Regions from separate parts of the Mus musculus genome. Here region 1 is linked to region 2. The links are chromatin contacts, called in public promoter capture Hi-C maps. All regions are on one chromosome and are shown on one strand. Each heading gives the region's core, a stretch centred on a gene start, on an enhancer-like site or on the middle of the called end of the contact. The rest is flanking DNA. Distances are from core to core; before and after follow the strand shown.

Region 1 (2,700 bases), core at 31-2,530, 2.2 Mb after region 2:
CATTTAAACAAGATCTAAATAGCACATTAGAACCTTTGCTGTTTAAGGCTTCATTCATCCTGCGGATCTATTAGGAAGCTGCAAGAAATTCTCTTGTGCCATTTCTACCTTTAGAATTTTAAAACAACCTGCACACAGGGTAACCTGAGCCTGACAGATAGTCCTGCCCCAGCCAGCCAGTAGCTGTAAAACCGCACCTGTGTTTTGGTAGCATTCTGTGTCTGCGGCACTCCAACACTAGTGATTTAATGTGAACACAAGCCGATCAAGTCCCTGCAGCCCAGGCGGAAACGGCACCCCAGGCGGGGCTGTCAGTTCCCATGCTGGGATAGGAGACGTCTCTTGTGCTATTATGTGAACATATCCATCTCCTCACTCTCCACCTGACCCTCAAATCCCACACACCTTCAGACTGGCTGTGCTCCAACACAACTTCTGTACACCTCCTCAACTCCCTGCAGTGGTCCCCAAGACCTCTCATCATTTCTGCAGACCTCTGATGTTCGCCCCATCCCCCCAAACTGTCTACAAGCCCTACAATCGCTCCGTAAGCCTCATCACTACCGCAGCCCCTCTGCAGCTCCTCACTACCTGGGGGACATTCCTCCGGACATGATAGCCTGTGCAGATCTCCCCCACCCCCACCTCATCCCCACCGCCGTGGGTCGTCACTCTCCCTGTTCCTCAACTCGTGCACAGTCTCTGTGACTCACAGGTGACCGTGCCCGCGCCCCCACGGCCCTCGAGACTCCCGCAGACGCCCTTTGCAAGCCCTGCCTAGACCTCCGGCCGCCCCACAGCACTCACAAGGCATCCGCGTAAGCACATTGCGGGGTGCCTTCTTGCTGCGCCCCGGGCCCTGGCGTCGCGCTCCGGCCGTGCCGTCCGTGTCCTCCTTGACCACCATGAGCCGGCGCAGGCGCTGGATGCGCTCGGGATCCGGGGTGGGCGCGGCGCGGCGACGGGCCCTGGACGAGCTCCCGGCTCCCGTGGAGGTTCCGGTGGAGGTTCCCGCCGAGGCCGGCTCCCCCGTGCCCCGAGCCCGACCGCGCCCGGTGCGCCCGCCCTTCAGGAAGCTCTCGTACTCCGCCACGTTGTTGAAGCAGGGCGCGTTGGGGTAGGGAATGGGCGGCAGGCGAGGTGCGTACAAGGCCAGCAGCGGGTCGAAGCTGTAGGAGCTGACGTCCAGCCGCGGGCTGGGCGGGCTGGCTGGGCTGCCGGCGCGAGCCGACCTCGCCCCCCACTCGCGCTCCTCCATGTTTGAAAGGCCCGCAAGCAGAAGCCGATGGGCGGGAGGAAGGAGCCGAGCCGCCAGAGGGCGGCACTGCGCAGCCGCAGCCGCGGCTCAAGGGGACGCACTGCGCAGCCGCGGCCACCAGGGGGCAGCATAGATTCGCTCTGGAGAGCAGCAGGGGGCGTGGCGCAAGGCAGGGGCGTGCTGAGAGGCGTGACCTGCTCAGGCCTCGCTCCGCCTCCACAGACAGCAGACAGGTTGAGGCTGTCCTCTTGACCTTTTTGTTACTAAAGAAGATACTGTTTATTAGTTCTCGTTTCCCTCCCCCATTGATATTAACTATCTCTTCTGAATTTGAGATCTAACGTCAACAAAATATACAAGTAGGGACACATTATTCGAAAACAAAGCCAACATTTTGGAGGCAGTAACAATTAACCATTTATTTAGTAAAACTCACTGATATTCACAGACAGCTTAGAATGGTTGATGCTCCAGACTCGGGGGGTAGACCCCAAGAGCAGCATTTTAAAGTCCCAGGATGTTCTCTGTTGTTCGGCTTGAGCTGGAGGCAAAGGACAGGAAGACAAGACATATCCCATTTTTCATTCCTGTTAAGTATATTCCTGATGTGGATCAGGCTAGCCTGTCTAAGCTCAAATTACTGAGCCTCTTTTGAGTTCTTATTGTCGTCTGAAATATGACAGGAAGGGTACAGAGTATACAGTGGGTGCATGCTAGATGGTTGAGTGCTATAAAAGACGGGTGACTACATCCTCACTTCCTTTCCCTGCCCACTAAGTTTAGAGAACACTTGGTATCAAAGAAAAGAAAACTGACTCCTTGATGTTCTCCTGACTACTGCAAAATCCAAAGAATCAACACTATTTTTTAGCTCTAGTTCAGCAAAAACTCTTTAAGATATATTTCATGTGTATGCTTGTCGGCATGTATGCCTGTGCACTATGAGCAATCAGACATACACACAGAGGCCAGAGAATGCTGGATCCCCTGAGTTGTGCTCGTTGTGAGCTACCATGTGGGTTCTGGGTCTTCCTTCGGAAGAATAGCCATCTCTTCAACCCCAAAGGAATGGTTTTAAAAGTGAGACTCCTGGAGGTAAGTCCCTCCCCATCCAGCATAGCTGTCTTGCTTCTTGCCATCTCCAGCCACACAAGTCATTCTCCGAAGTGCCACCACCTTCTCAAAGTATCAACCGGCATTCAGCCCGCGCTAGCTGCTTTGGGGTCTTCTTTACTTTCTGTAAGTTTGAAAATGTGGCCCAAAAGAACACTTGACTATCTTTAAGACAGAGATGAAACTTAGCACACTGCCACCACCGTGTGAGCTGCATCGTAGGAGGGAAACACACAGACGAAATAAAGAGCAAGCTTTGGGTAGGTAATGGTACTTGATGACACTTGTGTTCAACCCCGGTTTATTGCTTTAAAAATCCCCTGCCTGCA
Region 2 (2,700 bases), core at 196-2,695:
AAGCCAAAATCCTCCTCTGGCCCCCTGGGCATCTCGCTCATGTGTACCTATGCCTCCAGCTTTAGTGATGTGCACCTTATTGGGGTGGGGTTGACCCACACACGGAGAGTTAGCATTTTCTCAATTCAACAATCAATGTGAATATCTTTCTTCCTGCACAGTTGGACCACTGCCAAGCTTCTGACCTTTTTAATGTCCACGTACAACCTGAACTTCACCATCCTTTGGAAGGCACACAGACTGAACCTGATGCTTCTATCTCAGCACTTTGGAAAGAGGGGGAAAGACACGATCTTCCTCTGAATGTGAGAAAATGTATTGAAATGCCTTACGTAGTTTTTGCTTCAATTAGAAGTCCCAAAAGGATCAAACATCTTGGCAGCTGATGCTCCATTGATGGATGCTAAAAGGAAAAGTTCTGTTTTCTTTTTAAATTAAAAGCACTTATGTGCAAATAAAAAGTATCAGCCAAAAATAAAGGTATTAATAAATTACACTTTGTCAGAATTAAATATTCCTGCATTTTAAAGGACATAATTAAGGAATTCAAATACACGGTATCAACTAAGAGAAAAGAACATATACATAAAAGGAGTTGCATGTTATGGAAATAAAAAGAAATCTTTAAAAAATGATTGGATGTGTGCACTTGAGTTTGGGTACTTGTAGAGGCCAAGAGAGGTTGTCAGACATGAATGCTTGGAATTGAATCTAGGTTGTCTGAAAGAGCAGCAAGTGCTCCCAACAGCTGAAATATTTCTCCAGTTCCAGAAATAAGGAAACCTAACATCTCAGCTTGAAATAATATATCTTGCTAAGATGAAAATATCTATTAAAAATGAGCAGACTTGAACACACCATCAAAAAATGTATGGAGGGCAAATAAGCAGATAAGACATTTGACGGTACTAGTCATTAGGGAAATGCAAATTCAAGCCACAGGAAGAGTACCACCAACCTGTTAGAATGACTACAATTAAAGCCGACTAATGCTCTCGGAGCTGGTGAGGAAGCAGAGTAACTGGCTGTCTTATGCCTCGTTGGCAGGAAAGCAAAGTGGCCAGGCAATATTAGAAACAGCCAGGCAAAATCTGGAAAGTTGAATATGCATCTGCCAGATACCCTGGCAATATTGCTCAAGAGACTTTGTGTGTGTGTGTGTGTATGTGTGTGTGTGTATCTACAATTCATAGCATTATTAGTCAGACTCAGGAAAACTACCTCTTTTCCAGAAAAATATCCCACTCTGAGTAGTATTTGGAGGGTTCCTAGACTTGTTGAAGCTAACACACAGATCCCAAGTTAAGTACCCTTAACCTAGGATTCCAGAACATTTCCCCAACTGAGAGTCAAGGGAAGAGCTGCAGAGAAGATCCAAGCTGAATTGCAGAGCAACGTTTCATTCGCGTTGCTTACTCGTATTGGACAGCAGATGGCGCGCCCGCCTGCCTGAACGCCGGGCAGGTTGCACTCTAAGAACGCGGTGGCGCGCGAGGGGGCGTGGCGCAGTGCCTCTCACCACCTCGTCCGAGAAACAGCTTCCAAGTGTGCGTGGAGGAAGGACGCCAGATTGCAGGTGGCTAGGAGCAGCCCCGGGGGGCCCCCCTCTGTATTCCTTCCTAGCGTTGAGCTGTAGATGCGGCGTAGCGGTGGAGAGATGCGCGTCCCTCAGGGTGCTTGGATGCGGTGTGCGAGCAGAGCTCTTGGCAGTAAGCACAAACCACAGAAACCTGACTGCAAATACTTCCACATGCAAAGGAGGAAACCGAAACCTTCCTGCGTCATTTAAAAGGAACGAAAGCTGGAGATGTAGTTCAGTGGTAAACTCTTGTCTAGCTTACGTGAGTGAGGGCTAGGTTCAATTCTCTGTACTGGCAAATTCAAATAAAATAAAACCAAACGAAAAGCATCCAAACAACTCTGTTTTTTTTTTTTTTTTTTAACCTTCTTATAGAGCGGTCTTTCCCCTGCACACTAGACTTCTTCCTTATTGTGGGCAGTGTGGTACAGGTAAACTAAGAGAAGCTTGACTGAAGACGCGTAGGGCTTGTTTTCTCAGCTGCTATCCTTGGCTCATCCAAGCAGGAGGGTAGAAGTTAGAGCCTGAAAAGCAGAGAGACGCTCAGCCTGGGCAGAGAAGAAGAGACCCCTCGAACTTAGTACTGGGGAAAGTGAGTCCCAGAAGGCAGTAGGCATTGTAAGGTTACTCAATTGGTTGACATGTATATCCCTCCGAATAAGGATGAAGGTGTCTGGTGTGCAGGCAAAACAGTGTTTTGTAGGGGGATCAGGGTTTCTAAAAGCCAGTTGTTTTCATGGGGTCATAAATTAGCCCAGCTCCTAAAGCAATGATGCTTTGCAGCAAGGGTTCTCAACCCGTGGGTCGCGACCCGTCTCGAGAGTTTGACTAACGTTTTCACAGCGGTTACATATCCAGATATCCTATCCTGCGTATCAGATATTTACATCACGATTCATACCAGCAGCAAGATTACAGTTATGAAGTAGCAACGAAAGTAATTTTATGCTTGGGCTCATCATAAAGCAAAAAACTGTATTAAGGGATTCCAGCCTGAGAAAGGTTGAGAAACACTACTCTAGCGCATTGCTTCTCAGCAGCCTGCCTGTGATTTCAGCACCAGGGAGAGGCAGAGGCAGGAGGATCACCTTGGCGTTCAAGGCTAACTTGGGTGAGTTCCA

The links. Promoter capture Hi-C pulls out the DNA fragments that hold promoters and counts their contacts.
Region 1: a contact with region 2 is called in a promoter capture Hi-C map of pre-B cells, with 15 times the contacts expected there. The contact joins the promoter of Lsm11 here to the enhancer-like site in region 2. A contact is called at or near these places in 6 of 39 promoter capture datasets (the C10 cell line, hippocampal neurons, liver and 2 more), 1 of 15 datasets of contacts at CTCF or cohesin (large pre-B cells), 1 of 484 Hi-C or Micro-C datasets (regulatory T cells) and 3 of 115 datasets of contacts at active chromatin or transcription factors (astrocytes, embryonic stem cells and large pre-B cells).

Annotation. Positions count from the first base shown.
Region 1 is chr11:45,943,655-45,946,354 of GRCm38.p6, forward strand. It overlaps Lsm11 (U7 snRNP-specific Sm-like protein LSM11), which reads right to left and starts at 1,281. Exons shown (of 4, transcript NM_028185.2): 1 at 808-1,281. The coding sequence starts at 1,258. It overlaps Thg1l (tRNA-histidine guanylyltransferase 1-like (S. cerevisiae)), which reads right to left. Exons shown (of 6, transcript NM_001080969.3): 6 at 1,651-2,700.
Region 2 is chr11:43,765,571-43,768,270 of GRCm38.p6, forward strand. No RefSeq gene overlaps it. Among named protein-coding and RNA genes, the nearest start is that of Ttc1, 19 kb to the left of the region's middle. Within about 2 kb of position 1,446, at least 88 of the 459 cell types and tissues checked have an H3K27ac peak or open chromatin away from gene starts, as enhancers often do. A contact at or near this core is called in regulatory T cells, where this site is marked.